Regions from separate parts of the Cricetulus griseus genome. Here region 2 is linked to region 1. A link is a contact called in public Hi-C data. All regions are on one chromosome and are shown on one strand. Each heading gives the region's core, a stretch centred on a gene start, on an enhancer-like site or on the middle of the called end of the contact. The rest is flanking DNA. Distances are from core to core; before and after follow the strand shown. Region 1 holds the start of Pced1a (PC-esterase domain-containing protein 1A). Region 2 holds the start of Idh3b (isocitrate dehydrogenase [NAD] subunit beta, mitochondrial).

Region 1 (7,854 bases), core at 2,929-5,428:
CTGTAGAAGACTCTACATGCCCGAGTGGGTTTCAAAGCTGTCTGAATTAAATACTGTAAAGGTAGAGCAGTTCTGGACATGCACTGGAGTGGGGTGAGACAGGCAGGGAGGGGCTAAAGGTAGATAATCACTTGAATACAAATTGCTGGAACTGTGAAGCCAAGTGCTCACTTATGTTGCCCTCAAAAGCATCAAGAGCTGGGGTGTACAGAAGGCCACTGGGCCATAGCTTCCAAACAGTAACTGAAGAATGTGGTCCAGGGATTCAGCAGCTACAAAGGCCAGGAGGGAAGGAGGAAGTGACAGGCATAAAGGAACTAAAGGGCATGCAAGAGGAAGGAAGGGGAGAAAAAAGCAGCAATAGATGGATAACCTCCCAAAGCCTTCAAGGCAGATGGTGTTCCTGGGGGCAGCACATGCTACTCCCCCCCCCACGGGTGGTATAGGGAACAGATGTGCAGCATGGAGGGCAGCCTCTCAGGAAAGCCCAAGAGCAAAGCTTCCCTGAGGACAGGCCATCCCTCCATGTGGAAGGCTAGTTATAGCCTTCTCTTCCATTCCCACATCCCAGAGATGGAAATCTCCTAAGCAGCAGCAAATGGATCCTAGGTTCTAATCTGGGAAACTATGAAACCTAGTACTTCTGGAAGCCTCCATCCGGCCCCTGCAGTAATTGATAAAGAAGCCCCTCTGGCTGTGCAGGTTAACTTCTGGGGAAGCACTGTCCACCATCGTGTAAAAAGAGCCCTGTGTACAAGAGGCCAGAGCAGAGATGCCCAGGGAGGAAGTATATCAGGTCTCACATTAGGGGGTCCACTATCACTCCCCAAAATCCCTTGCCTCCAACTAACTCAAAACTAAATGCTACTCTTGGGTACTGCAGCTGGTTTGTAAAATGGTGCAGCTGATGCTGTGGAAGACAGTATGGCAAGGCTAAAAATGTAAACAGAACTGCCAGACAATCCAGGAATTCTGTTTCTAGATATACACCCAGAAGTGAAACACAACAGCTCTGAAAGAGGGCTTTTGTTCGTTCATGTCTTGCATTTCCTCTCACAAACTAAGCATGTACTCAACTAGCCCTTTTAAAGGTGTGTGTGTGTGTGTGTGTGTGTGTGTGTGTGTGTGTGTGTGTGTGTGTGTGTGTTCATGGGAACATTATTCTCTAGAGCGTAGGGGTGACAGCAACGCTGCTATGTCCAATGGTTTCCTGGTATTAGAATCCAGGGTCCATTTACTGCTGCTGACAAGATTTCTATTTCTGGGGCCTGGGTACAGAGAAGAAAAATGTGGCTAGCCTTTACCATTGAGTGCATTGACTGTCCCTATGAAATCTGCACCACCCACAGTCTTTTCTGAGTGGCTGTCTTCGACTCCGCCCATCCATATTACTGACAGAATGGATAAGGAAAATGTAATATATATATATATATATATATATATATATATATATATATATATACAACAAAATCCTCCAGCCTTAAAAAATAAGAAATTATGATACATGCTATAACATTAACCTTGGGGACAGTACAATATTAAGTTAATAATCCAATCACAAAAAGACAAGTGAAAGACATCACTTGCATGAATTACCTAGAATAGTCAAGTCCAAAGAAACGGGAGTACTTGTTTAATGGGGAATTGCTATTTAATAGGTACAGACTTTCAGTTTTGTTAGATGAAAAAAAATTAAATTGTCTGTACACCACAGCAAATATACTCAACACTACTGAACAATAATGAAAATATGGTTCAGATAAAGGGCTGGAAAACTAGCTCAGATGGTAGAACACTTGTCTAGCATGCATGAAGCCCTGGGTTCAACCCCCCAGTACTGGATAAACTGGGTACAGTGGCACATGCCTATATCCTTAACATTTGGTAGATGGAGGCAGAAGGTCTTCCTGGGCTACATGAGAGCCTGTCTCAGAAAAACAAAACCAAGGAGGGCTGGGAAGGCAGCTCAGCAGTTAAGAGCACTGGCTGCTTTTCCAGAGTCAATCCCAGCACCCACATGTTGCCTTACAAATGTCTGTAAACAGCGGGGGCAGTGGTAGCTCACGGCTTTAGTCCCAGCACTTGGGAGGCAGAGGCAGGCAGATCTCTGTGAGTTTGAGACCAGCCTGGTTTACAAGAGCTAGTTCCAGGATAGTCTCCAAAGCCACAGAGGCATGCACGCATGCATATACATACACACCCAAAATGTAAAATTTAAAAAAAAATCTGTGTTTTGGCACAGAGTCTACCTGTTAGGTTTTGTTTTGAGTGGGGGAGGTAGGGAGACTTTTCAAGACAGGGTTTCTCTGTGTAGCCCTGGCTGCCCTGGAACTCACTCACTCTGTAAACTAGGCTGGCCTCCAACTCAGAGATCCCCTTCCTCTGCTAGGATTAAAGGCATGTGCTACCACTTACAGAACCACTTAATTATTTAACCTGGACTTTCTGTCCCTCAGCTTCTACATCAGTAAGTTGGAACAAATCATGATCCTGATTCTGTGGTGGGATATTTAAGAAACTATACATAAAGTACTTGGCATGGTATCCAGCTTATTAGAAAGTCTTATTTGTTTGTAACTTATCATCTTCAGCAAGGCTTAACACTTGTGTTTCTATGAGCTCAACACAGGTAATGGGAAGTCAGCCTCTTCTATGACACACACTCACATCTTTTGAAACATGCACCCATGAAGCTAAGCCTTCATACAACAAACAGGAGGAGCTCTGTTGCAACGAAGTCGTTGTCTTCTATGCTCCGTTTTAAAATTACTTTAAAAATAGTTAATATTTTATTTTTATTATTTTTTAGTGTTTTAAATATGTATTTTGGGATAGAGCCTGACCTTGCCCAGGCTGGCCTCCAATATATGTATATAGTCAGTAGTTAGTGTCTTGTTGACTTCCTTTATAAGATAAAGTGCAAACTGATCAGTTACTAATCCTGGTCCTCCTGCCTCCACCTCCCAAGTGCTTGGGTAATGGGTGTGACACCACACTCTGCTCACTAGTATTTTCAATGGGTGAAATCATTAATAGTTCCTGTTGATCTCAACTAAGTTTTTCATTTTTCATATTGTACATGTGTCTAAGAGGAATTGAGGATAAACAAATGCAACAGATCTCTAGAAATTATCACATCACATTATGAACAACAAAGTTTCATTTCAAAGTCTGGCTGTGAGTATGGTAAACAGTTTCACTAGCAGAAGCAATGTCTTCTACTGAGATAAAACACCAATGCAATGTCTCTGTGATCTGCAGGTGCATCAATAAAATATTCTTTACAATTTGCAACTAGCTGGGAAACTATTAAGTTTTGTTTCTGTGTTGTTTTGAGACAGGGTCTTACTATGTTGCCCTGGCTGGCCTGAACTGATTACCATAGACCAGGCTGGCATGGATCTCACAGAGATGCAACGCCTCTGCCTCCAGAGTTTAAGAGGCATGGGACACCACAGGCTAGACAACTAGAGTTTAAGAGGCATGGGACACCACAGGCTAGACAACTATTACGTAACAGGCATTGATCTAAATATGCATGGGAAATAAAGAGATATTCTTAACCCTCAAGGAACTCAGCAAAAGAAACCCAAACAAATATTACCCTCATTTGCCACATATTAGACACTACAACTAAACCCTGTAAGGAACAAAGAATTCTACTGTAGGAAGACCAGGAAGGTCCTGAAGACCAGCAATAATTCTTCAGTGTGATAAAGAGAGAAATACCAATGCCCACAAAAGGGATCGTAGGGCTATGAAAACACAGAAAGCCATGAAATCGCATGATGGGATGAGGTCTTGCAATTCTGTGCGGCTGGAACACGATTTGAGGATGGTTGAGACCAAACTGGAAGCCACTCAGGGAGACACATAGAGGTTGACCAATTGATGTATGCTCCACAAGCACTTTGTACTTTATCTTAGAAAGAAAGTCAAAGAGACCCTACCCACTGTAATCACTTTTCTAGTTTAGACTTGACAAAGACCCACTGCTCAGGGCTCTCCCAAGTTCAGTGAGTTGCCAATGCCTAGAGTTCTTCATTAATAGTGCCCCAGGGCTGAATGGCTATTCACCCCCTTCTCTCAGCTTTGGTCAGTACTGTCACTCCGCCCGCTGTGGGGATCCCGCCCTCCTCTGAGAGCCCCTGTGGTCTGACTTCAGCAGCAGTTTCCGGAAGGAGACTGGCACTCGCTGTCGCTGCGGGCGGCCTCCCTCATCGTGATCCCAGCATCCTTCCGGAGGCCGACAGACCTCAGTATTGGGGTGCCTTCAGACCTTGCCTCCGTTGGAGCAGAGGAAGGACCAGATTGCTGCCCCTAGGCGACTGTGCGTAAAGTGGCAGACGTTCTGGCGAGCCGCCGGAGGGGCGGACGCCAGCACCCGTAGTGACGGGGGGGCGAGCGCCGCTGGCTCCGCCGGGGGAGGCTCAAACCAGCCAACAAACACGGTAAGCAGTGGGCGAGAAGGTGGGGCGGCGGGCGGCTCACCGGTAAAAGGCAGAGTCCCCGAGTGGATTCCAATTCGCAGTGTAACAGTCCATGTCTGGTACAGCTGGCGGATAGAGGCGCCGAGAAAACACCCGCCTGGCGCAAGCTCCAGGCCGCACTTCCGCTTCCGCCCGTCGGGGTCACGTGGCGAGGCCACCATCGCGGCCATCAGTACTGTGGGCAAAGCGCACTGAGCTATCGTTCTGCCCTCCGCTCTTACCGGGGCTTACGCTCGCCCGGGTGGGCCTTACCCTGATTCTTATCCTGCACGGCAGCCAGCCTAGCTGTCTTTCTGACCTCTCCGACGTTGGGAGTCACGCAGGGAGGGACATGGGTGACCGGAAGTGGGAGCCATGAGCATCTCCTCCTAACTCAGATGCTGGAGGCGTTAGCTGGACCACCGGGACGCACGCATGGAGAGCACTGGGCGTCGAGCTGCGCACCTACAGCTAACCTGGGCACCCGGGCTCTGTAGGGCAAGGTCTTTGCAAGAACCTACCGCCCTCAAGGGGCGCGGGAACATGACTCTAGATCAGGAGCCCGCTGCGGGCAAGGCGCGCGGCGCCCGGGCCTGCCCTACTGGCCCGTGAATCCCTGGAGCCCGCAGACTTGGTAACTGGCGCGAGCGGACGTGTGCGCACGGGCGGGGCCGCCGCTGACACGTGGCTGGGAGCAAGGGAATCGCTGCGCCCGCGAAGCGCCATAGTGTAGGCCCTTGGCCCAAGCGACCCTCCCAGTGTGAAGGCTGGTGCTATCATGGGATGTGCCATGCGACCCCACTCTCCTCCCTCTTACTCGGAGCAGCCAGGGAGGGGCCAATGTGCATCTGTCATCTTGGGACAGACTGACTTACCTTGAGTCCCTGCCCTCTGTCAGCTTAGTGGCCTCTCCCTGCAGCCGGTGTCAGTGACAGCATGGTCTTCTGTTTGGAAAACGAGATGCCACACCGCCTGCTGCGAAGCACCATGGTCCACTTCCAAGCCTCCGAAGTCCAGCAGCTGCTACACAACAAGTTCGTGGTCATTTTGGGGGACTCCAGTGAGTGACCACTCTAGGATGACATTTCACAGTCCTATCTCTTCAGTCCTATATCCTGTTTTCTTTAATGCCTGCACCCCGTATCTCCATTTCAGTCTTTTCTCCATCTTTTATTCTGTTTTAGAACACTAGACTGTTTTGTTTTGTTTTTTTCTATATACCTTCCATGGGTGTCCTGGCATATCATTTATGTAGCATTTTAGCCCATGTTGGTAGCATCTTTATCTCTTGTAGACCTCCATGGTTTTTCTTAAAAGGAGCTCTGCGTTATGTTGTGTGTTTCCCTGATGACCGGGCCAACTTAACTGTGCCAGTTGGTCTTGGGTCACTGTAGCCAAGACAGGGGACAGGCATATGACTAGAAAGAAGCCGAGCCAGGATTTTCAAACTTCATCTTTACTTTCCTTTAAGTCAACCTTCCATAGTGCTGCTATTGATCGTCCAAACCTTGAGAAACAAAAGGACTTCATTTGGGAGGCTCTGGGAGGGGATGAGGCCTGCCTTAACCTCCGGATCCCTGTCTCCCTGCAGTCCAGAGAGCTGTGTATAAGGACCTGGTGCTTCTGCTCCAGAAAGACTCACTGCTCACAGCTTCCCAGTTAAAAGCCAAGGTGAGAGAAGCTTGGCAGCCATGCCAGAGTTGGGTGGGTGCAGACCCTGGCCTGAAAAGGACCACCTGCCTGGCATGGATCTGACCATCGGGGTGGGGGTGGGTGGGTAGGGGGAGCTGAGCTTTGAACAGGATCAGCTGGTGGCTGGGGGCCAGCTGGGCGAGCTACACAACGGGACACAGTACCGAGAGGTCCGCCAGTTCTGCTCTGGTTCTGGCCACCACCTTGTGCGCTTCTACTTCCTCACCCGTGTTTACTCCGAGTACCTTGAGGACGTCTTGAAGGAGCTGTCATATGGACCTGCCCCTGACCTAGTGATCATCAACTCCTGCCTCTGGGATCTCTCCAGGTTCAGGCGGGGGAAAGGGAAATGCTGGTTGGAGGTGGAGGTATGGCGCCATTCCTGTGCTCTTGCCCACCCTAAGTGTTACCCAACAGATATGGCCGCTGCCCAATGGAAAGCTACAGAGAGAACTTGGAACGAGTGTTTGTACGAATGGACCAGGTTTTGCCAGACTCTTGTCTGCTGGTGTGGAACATGGCAATGCCTTTGGGGGAACGTGTCACTGGGGGTTTCCTCCTGCCAGAGGTAAGTAATTGGGCCCTTCTGGACCGGATAGAGTGTGGCTGGCTGGTAGATAGGAGACCATCTTAGAGGCTCCACTTTCTCAATTAGCTCCAGCCTCTGGCAGTCTCTCTGCGACAGGATGTGGTTGAAGGGAACTTCTACAGTGCTACACTAGCTGGGAACCACTGTTTCGACGTCCTAGATCTCCACTTCCATTTCCGGCATGCCGTACGTCACCGTCATCGAGATGGTGTCCATTGGGACCAACATGCACACCGCCACCTCTCACACTTACTTCTGACCCATGTGGCTGATGCCTGGGGTGTGGAGCTACCCAAACATGACCCTCTCCCAGGTAAGACCTGCCACAGATTGGGTGGGTAGTGAAGTAGATAGGATCTTTAGCACAAGGCACAAAGAACCAAATGCACCAGGGGTACTTGTAGAAAATAGATTATCCCTTGAAAAATAGTTGTGGTAGGCTGGGTGGTAGTGGCCACACACCTTTAATCCCAGCACTCAGGAGACAGAAGCAGGCAGATCTGTGAGTTCGAGGCCAGTCTGGTCTACAGAGCAAGTTTCAGGACAGCCTCCAAAGCTAGAGAGAAACCCTATCTTGAAAAGAAAAACAGTTGTGGCTCCTGAGTGTTCCTTTCTCACTTTCTGGGAATGGTTAGATCACAGGAGTCACATGACTGTTCCGCTTCCAGTTCTGAAGCTGTATGACTCCTTCTGTGCACTTGAGTGAAAGTGTGCAAGTACTGATTGCAAAAGGCAGGGTCCAAAGACCCAGTCAACAGGTGAGTGGAAAAGAAATGAGAATACCTCTAGATAGTGCCACGTGGAGGGAGTGGGATGACAGATATGGAAGAAGGGTGGTCCAAGCAATGTCACAGGGGCAAGAAAGCTCATCAGCTGGAGAAGTGAAAAGGTGCAGCCAGCTGGCAGGTTGTTGACCAGAGACAGTGTAACCTACAGTGTCATTGCAAGTCAATCTCAAGGTGATGGGGTTAGTAGACAACAGCTCGTAGGCTCCTCAACTCTGCCTTAGGGTTCCAGTCTCACTGTTTCTAGCCTAGTGCTGTTCTCCACTGACCCCATTCTAGGCATTGCTGAGAATCCCACCTCTCCAGCTTGTTTTTGGGA
Region 2 (7,854 bases), core at 3,579-6,078, 140 kb after region 1:
TCTTTTATAAATGTATAAAAAACAAAAAGTCACCAAAACCAGCATTATGACTTAGTAAACAGAGTATAACCCCAAAGTCAGTGGTCAGTGGACACCTTACCAGACCAAGCTATTCACCAAGTGACCTGCACTTCAGCAGGCCATCAACCAGTATAGAATCCCATCAGGTGAAAAATACACCACTTCTACAAGACAGCAATGATCTGACGCAATGGAGGAAAAGCGGGAAAAATAAAGGGATTGCAGAGCATAGCCCCTATTAGAACAAGCTAACTGTCCAGACTTGCCAAATTAAAACAAACAAAAACAAAAAAATGACTTCAACATGAAGCTACAATACAAAGTTTTTTTCATATTTTTTTGTAAAAAGTTCAGAGTCTGCCATTCGATCCTGGGTTGTTAATGAGGAGGACAGTTTTGGCCTGGACATCTCCTTGCCCAGGATAATTTTTTGCTCTTCTTTTTGTTGGCATTGTCATTCTTGTTCTAGTTTCATCCTTTTCTCATGAATCTTTCTTTGTTCTTCAACAATTTTCAATTGTTCTTTGGAGGGTTTTGGGAACTGTTCTTTTATCCATTTCCTACATGTGAATGAAAAAATGACATCAGCTGCTATTCTATGACTATGAAACAAGGATGAAGGCATCACACAAACCACTGGAGCTCAGAGAGGAGATGACAGAGAGCCTGGATCATTACTCAGCAGCTAAATCAATTCCAGTAACTCTACTTTCAGAAGCAATGGGAGAGAAACCAATAGCTACCATGATTATTGAGTTTTCTGTTTACTGCATCAGAACACATTCAGAAGTGAAATACACATATGGATCTACAACCAAACTATCATGAACACACCACTCCATCTGAAATATGTACATGGATAGAGGTGCTTTGTGGGATGGCTGTATCCAGCATGTGTACAAAGGAAAGTATACAGGGATATACACAGCAATGTTGCCGACAACACCCCAATCAGAATTCATGCTAAGCATTTGCCTATTTAAGAAGGACTAATTAATTTAGTAAATTAACATTATAGCATACTATGCAGTGGAGCAAAAGAATTTTTTGTACGGCATAGTGGTGCCACATTTAATCCCAAGCAGATCTCTGAGTTAGAGGCCAGCCTGGTCTACAGACAGAGTCAGTTCCAGGACAGCCAGTTCCAGAGCTACACAGAGAAACCCTGTCTCAAAAAACAAAAACAAACAAAAAGAATGAATTTCTCAGGGGCTGGAGAGATGCCTCAGTGGTTAAGAGACCTGACTGTTCTTCCAGAGGTCCTGAGTTCAATTCCCAGCAACCACATGGTGGCTCACAACCACCTTAAATGAGATCTGGTGCCCTCTTCTGGCATGCAGGCAGAAGACTGTATACATAATAAAATCTTAAAAAAAAAAAGGGTTTCTCATTTTCTATGACATAGTGTCTTCTTAAATCCCTATGACATGTCAGATATTAGTGTTTCGAGAAAAGGGAAAATTATGTAACAATAAGCATAAAGAGTATGAAACTATTCTGAAACATACACTAAAACCAATACTATATTCTAATGTGTATACACATGAAAAAGCTTTGAAACAGCTAAATGCCTGTGGTTTGAGTGACAAGAAGCTTTGTCCTTATTTACTATTTCTATTTTTTAAAGAGAATTGTAATTCCAATTCCAGGGGATCTGACACCTTCACACCAATGCACATAAAATAATTTTTTTTTTCAAGACAGGGTATCTCTGTGTAGCTTTGGAGACTATCCTGGCACTCGCTCTGGAGACCACAGAACTCACAGAGATCCGCCTGCCTCTGTCTCCCGAGTGCTGGGTTTAAAGGCGTGTGCCACCAATGCCTGACAATAAATTATTTTTTAAAAAGATACTCAAGCTAGTTAAATATTATTTAGAGTAAGAAGAGGTAGATCTCCGAGCAGATGGGAGGAGGGGGTGGGGGAGTGAGAGGAGCAGGAGAAGAGGGAGGGGGAACTGGGATTGGAATGTAAAAAATAAATTAATAAAAAAAAAATAAGAGGTAGCTCTCAGTGAGTTTCAAGCCAGCCTGGTCTTCATAGTGAGTTCCAGTTCAGCCATGGTTATATAGTTAGACCCTGTGTAAAATATTAACACTCTTTGCGGTGATAGAATATTATTTTAAGGTATGTGACTTTTGTTTATGTTGCATTTGTTTAACTGTATGAAGCTGTGTGGTCCTAATAATGTCTGGTAGTCCTAATAAAGAGCTGAATGGCCAATAGCAAGACAGGAGCAAGGATAGGCAGGGCTGGCATACAGGACGATAAACAGAAAGGAGAAATGAGGAGGAAGAGCAACAAGAGAACAAGGGGAGGAAGATGTCAGGGGCCAACGACCAGCCACCCAGCCACCAGCCACCTGGCCACCAGTGAACCACGGAGTAAGAGTGAAAGTAAGATTTACACAAGAGACAGATAAAAGCCCAGAGGAAAAGGTAGATGGGTTAATTTAAGATAAGAAAAGCTGGCTAGACACAAGACAAGCTTAAGGGCCAGGCATTCATAAGTAATAATAAGCTTTCATGTGTAATTTACTTGGGAGCTGGGTGGCAGGGCCCCTCAAAAAGCCCAAAAAGAGTAAAAACACCATACAACTACACTTTGCCATATCTGACTTCCTGGAATGGCACATGGATTCTTTTCAGGAGGCCGTTCTGTCCTGGCTGGCACACTGCAACAAGGCTGACCATCAGTACTGTGATCTGTGTCCTCATCTGATGGGTCTCCAGCTTCACTGTTACTGACACCTGTTTGACTTGCTTCCTTGTGGAAACACGTTCCTCTTCTATCTTACACATTCAACAACTCCTATAAGTACTAATTTTTGAATAATTTATGACCTTTGATTCTTTTTGTACCTGACTATCAATTAGAACTTTTTGATTGCTTTTCACTTATCTCCCGATTCCATTTTGCCAGAAGCCTCAACTCCATGTACCTTTCTGGCAAGATGGCCTTTATAATTTTTTGGGTTTTTTTGTTCTATTGAAACACGGTCTATGCAGCCCTGGCTTTCCTGGAACTCACTCTGAAGACCAGGATGGCCCTGAACTCACAGAGATCTACCTGAAAATGGCACTTTTAAATGAACCCAAATGCTTGTTTTCTTGATGAAGCCACCTACAACTAAGTGAAGATAATTTCCATTATCACCAGGCTCAACAGTATTGTTCATGATTCTCTATCTTTTCTCTCAGGTTTAGGCCTTGCACCAACCCTACTTCTCATTACCCATCATGTGTGTCTCTTCACATGATTTCTCTCCTGATTTTCAGTTGACGTGGACATTCTTACCTGCACAGCATCGCAGCCACTATGCTGCGATCCCGTTGGTCAGTGGGACTGTCCGGTCCTTCAACTGCTTCAGATGCTGGTCTGGTCATTAACCGATGATGACTCCCTCCTTCTCTGAGAGATGTCCTTGGCCTATGTTATGCTGGAGCAAAGCGGGTTAGGAAGCCTTGCCTCAAATCAGAAAAATCTCGAGACATTATTCACACTTCAGAGCTCCCCAGGGAACCAGACTGGGGGAAAACTCCAGCTGAGGCTGCATCTTGCAGAACTCCTCCTGCCCCTTTCCCATATTGATACATTTCTCCTGAGAACACCCCTCCAGCCAGCCACTTTAACAACCCCCCTTCATCTTCGATTCTGGGGAAGCAGACACCACTTTTGCTTATAACCTACCTTATTCTACATTGAGTATAGTCACTTCTGTAAAATCCAGTTTATCCCACTTATCAGGAGTTCTACTTTTTCCAAAAACCTCCCAAACTGCATCTTCAAGGAATCACTCCTTTGATTGCTCATGGTTGTAAAGGGAAAAGAAGGAACAGGTCTTAACAGAGAAGAAATTTTGAACCCTTTGTGTGCCCAGGACTTCTTTGGAAGAACACTGAAACTCATGGATCACATCTTAGAGAAGGTCTTTTAAATGGATAAAATAATTCAGATTACAAAGGAAACTCATTATGTTCGTATATGATAATAAGAAAACTAACTTGGAATTGATGCGATGGCTCACTGGGTAAATATGCCTGCTGCCAAGCCTTATGACTTGAGCTCAACTCTTGAAATCTATATGGTGGCAGGAGAGTACCAATTCTGTTGGCCTCTGTTCTTTCACTGATACAAGTGCCCTGTGGTGCTCCCTTCACTCTAAATAAATAAAAAGCTAATTTGTAATAGAGCTGCATATATATCACGTCAATCCATTGAAAAACATGATCTATTTCGAGACAGGGGTTTCTCTGGCTGTCCTGGAACTAACTAGCTTTGCAGGCGAGGCTGGCCTCGAACTCGAGAGATTCGCCTTCCTCTGCCTCCCAGATGTGTGCCACCACGCCCAGCTAAGAATAAATGATATTTTAAGATATGCATCACAAATGAAATGTGTCGTGCAATATTTATATTAGCGACGAAGTTCAAGCCTATAACAACTGGTTAGAGCAAAGAATAAGATCCTGTAGTAAAAAAACAAAACAAACCCCTCAAAACACAGAGACTTGATAAATACCCGGTAACTGGATTAGGAGAAAACAAGCACATCTATCATAATATAACAGAAACATTCACAGACGCCTTAGGATTCTCAACTTGTTAATCGCACGTCTTCGCTGGATAAATAGCCATATACTTTTTTAGTATTGAAGTTTCAAAAGAAATAAAATCTGACAACTGAAGACAGACAAACCGGTTGTGTGTCCCGTGACGCTACGTTACTAAACAGAAGGACAGAGTTAAATGAATCTGCACAACCTTCCGACTGGTAGAGGGCAAATAACCGTCAAGCAGGACCGAGCCGAAAGGAAGTCCAGCTCCCACCGTCGCGCTCGCTTCCGGCGTCACTTCCCGCGCGACTCCCTCTGTAGAAGATGGCAGCGCTGAGCAATGTCCGCTGGCTGACCCGAGTGAGGCCCGGGACGTTTTGGGCAGAGGGTGGGCGGGAGAGCAGAGGGTTTGTCCGGAGTTTCCAAAAGGTAAGGCCGGCGCGGTGTAAGGGGCCTGGGTGTCCCAGATCTAACCTTATGTCTGTCGCAGGCGGTGGTCGCCGCTCGGAACCCCGGGGCTTGGAGAGGTCTCCGAACATCGGCTGCGGCTCACGCCGCTTCACAGACCCAGGTACGCTCGAGTCCGGCTTCGCCCTCGCCCATCCTTGTCGCCTCCTTGTCCGCTCCCCTGGGTTTCCGCTCTCCACCTGTCTCCCTCTGACTCCTGCTTCTGCCCCTGCTCCATCTCCGCTGGTCCCACTCACAGGCAGAAGATGTGAAGGTTGAGGGTGCCTTTCCTGTGACCATGTTGCCGGGAGACGGCGTGGGGCCGGAGCTCATGCATGCTGTCAAGGAAGTGTTCAAGGTGAGCGAGTAGCCTGTGGTGGGGGATGGGTGGTCCAGCTGCCAGACCTGACCTGGCCCTGTGCTTGGACTGATTGATACCTGAAGGCTGCTGCTGTCCCAGTGGAATTCAAGGAGCACCGCCTGAGCGAGGTGCAGAATATGGCTTCTGAGGAGAAGTTGGAGCAGCTGCTGAGTTCCATGAAGGAGAACAAAGTTGCCATCATTGGTTTGTATGCCTCTGTCATTTAAAGTCAAATGAGCAGTGTTCATAAGCCTCTCTCTCTCTGGCGTGTATATATCAGCTACCCAGACGGCCCTCTACTGATACTTGGGAATTTGTTTCTTATGGGAAGGGAGGTCAGCGAAGTTGCAAGGGTTTGGGGCCTGCTCAGGCTGTTGTCACTGTGGTCAGACCCTGTTAGCTGTGCCAGCAGTGTCCATTCTAACCGTCCCCTTTCTATTGCCTTCTTCTTCTTCTGTTTTATTCCCCTTATTGGATTCTTTTGGCTTCTAGATTTTCCCACATAGGCCATTTTCCAAATCTATTTTCTTGAACAGCCTGACTACCAGGGTCAGCTTTTGCAGAGGAAAGTCGGTTCGGTTCTTTCTGATCAGGCCCCTGGCTTTCCTGTTTTCCTTTCCACGACCTGTTCTGTGCTTTGCTCACAGTCAGCTGTGCTAGTTGTCGAATATATATATTCTGCCTTGACTTACGCTCTTCCCTCTACCCAAAATGTTTTTTTTTCCTCTGATGTCATCTATCAGAATAGCCACTCATATTCATTTTCTATGATTGCCATTGGATAGTACAATTTTTGTGGTGGCTGTAAATAGTATAAATGTACTCTCAGTTCTGAGGCTCTCTCTCTCTCTCTCTGATTTACCATTAGGATTTAGCCCTGCCCCCAATCCAGGACAATTTTATCTCAAGGCGCCTAATTCGATCTGAAAAAAAGTGTTTCTCCAAATAAGATAACATTTATAGCCTCCCACCACCCCAATAAATCATGTTTATGGTTTCTTGGTGTAAGGGCATGGGCCTGTCGGTTTGGGGATCACTGTTCAGCCCACTGTATTCACTTTTTTTTTGGTTTTTATTTGTTTTTGACCACTGTACTCACTTAACCAAGGAACTGACTATAGTGCCAGCTTTTCTGTAACATTCCTATTATCAGAGAGGATTCTTCCTCTGTGCTCCTATGCTTATTGTTAATATCATTGCTTACTTACTTGTGTTCTCCAATGTATTGTTTGCTTGTTGAGGGCAGGGGTTGTATGGTTTTGATTGCTATTCCTATTGCCTTACATTTTCAGTGAGTAGTAGCTGAGAAAATATAACATCAGTAGACACAGGAACATAAGGAAAGCCACTGATTCCCCATATAAAGTCAGTAGACACAGGAACATAAGGAAAGCCACTGATCCCCTAACGTTGCTTTTAAGCTTGTTATTAAACCCAGGTTCTTTGATTAAAAACAAGTGGTTCTTAGGTCATTTCGAAATTTCAACATAAATAAAAATTACTAAAACTAAAGTATTACAGTTTTTCTCATTTTAATTACATTATTCATTCTCCTTGGTTCTTGCTAGGGGCAATAAATAGAGGGTGAGGTATTTGGGGGTGGGAGATAGGAGACTAGGTTGCATGAAGTCAATGGGAGATTGGACCCTGGTCTCTGCTTGACCTTTGTCTAACCCTACTTCCCCCGCACTTTGTTTCCACAGGAAAGATCCATACCCCAATGGAGTATAAGGGCGAATTAGCTTCCTATGATATGCAGCTGAGGTAGGTGGATGGGTAGGCTTGGGTCAAAAGGGTACTGGGCACCTGGGACAGAGCTGATGGCAGTCTACCCTCAGGCGTAAATTGGACTTGTTTGCCAATGTAGTCCATGTGAAGTCACTTCCTGGGTACATGACTCGTCATAACAATCTAGACCTGGTAATCATTCGCGAACAGACAGAAGGGGAATATAGCTCTCTGGAACATGAGGTAAGGCCCAGTAACTGGGGAGGACAAGGAAAGAGGGAGGCGAGAGGTAGCAGCCTCCTTGGCTGCTTTCCAAACATTACCAGTCATTTCTGTCTTACCCAGAGTGCAAAGGGGGTCATTGAGTGTCTGAAGATTGTCACTCGAACCAAGTCTCAGAGAATTGCAAAGTTTGCCTTTGACTATGCCACCAAAAAAGGGCGGAGCAAGGTCACAGCTGTCCATAAGGCCAATATCATGTAAGGCATGGCTTTTTTGGGTTGGGTTCCTGGAGAGGTATCCCTTGAACTCTCAACTGATTTCTGTCTCTTTGATCCGTGAACAGGAAACTTGGGGATGGGTTGTTCTTGCAGTGCTGTGAGGAAGTTGCTGAACTGTACCCCAAAATCAAATTTGAGACAATGATCATAGATAATTGCTGCATGCAGGTGAGGTCCTTTGCGAGTTCCCAGAGGGAGGGTGGGGAGTGGAAATCTGTTTTGTTGTTGGAACTTTTCTCTTCAT

The links. Hi-C and Micro-C count contacts between places; a contact is called where the count stands out from the background.
Region 2: a Hi-C map of the CHK-Q cell line shows a contact between it and region 1, with 4 times the contacts expected there. The contact joins the promoter of Idh3b here to the promoter of Pced1a in region 1. A contact is called at or near these places in 2 of 8 Hi-C or Micro-C datasets (the CHK-Q cell line and liver).

The regions. Positions count from the first base shown.
Region 1 is chr6:48,180,419-48,188,272 of CriGri-PICRH-1.0, forward strand. It overlaps Pced1a (PC-esterase domain-containing protein 1A), which reads left to right and starts at 4,179. Exons shown (of 8, transcript XM_027421802.2): 1 at 4,179-4,451; 2 at 5,389-5,529; 3 at 6,061-6,140; 4 at 6,251-6,489; 5 at 6,579-6,729; 6 at 6,817-7,063. The coding sequence starts at 5,406. Vps16 (vacuolar protein sorting-associated protein 16 homolog) reads right to left here and starts at 4,646. Exons shown (of 24, transcript XM_027421799.2): 1 at 4,492-4,646. The coding sequence starts at 4,544.
Region 2 is chr6:48,322,376-48,330,229 of CriGri-PICRH-1.0, forward strand. Idh3b (isocitrate dehydrogenase [NAD] subunit beta, mitochondrial) reads left to right here and starts at 4,829. Exons shown (of 12, transcript XM_027421815.2): 1 at 4,829-4,934; 2 at 5,065-5,145; 3 at 5,281-5,379; 4 at 5,466-5,586; 5 at 7,086-7,146; 6 at 7,221-7,353; 7 at 7,456-7,589; 8 at 7,676-7,778. The coding sequence starts at 4,899. LOC103163425 (a long non-coding RNA gene) reads right to left here and starts at 4,861. Exons shown (of 4, transcript XR_004770438.1): 1 at 4,783-4,861; 2 at 3,712-4,182; 3 at 3,319-3,460; 4 at 1-581.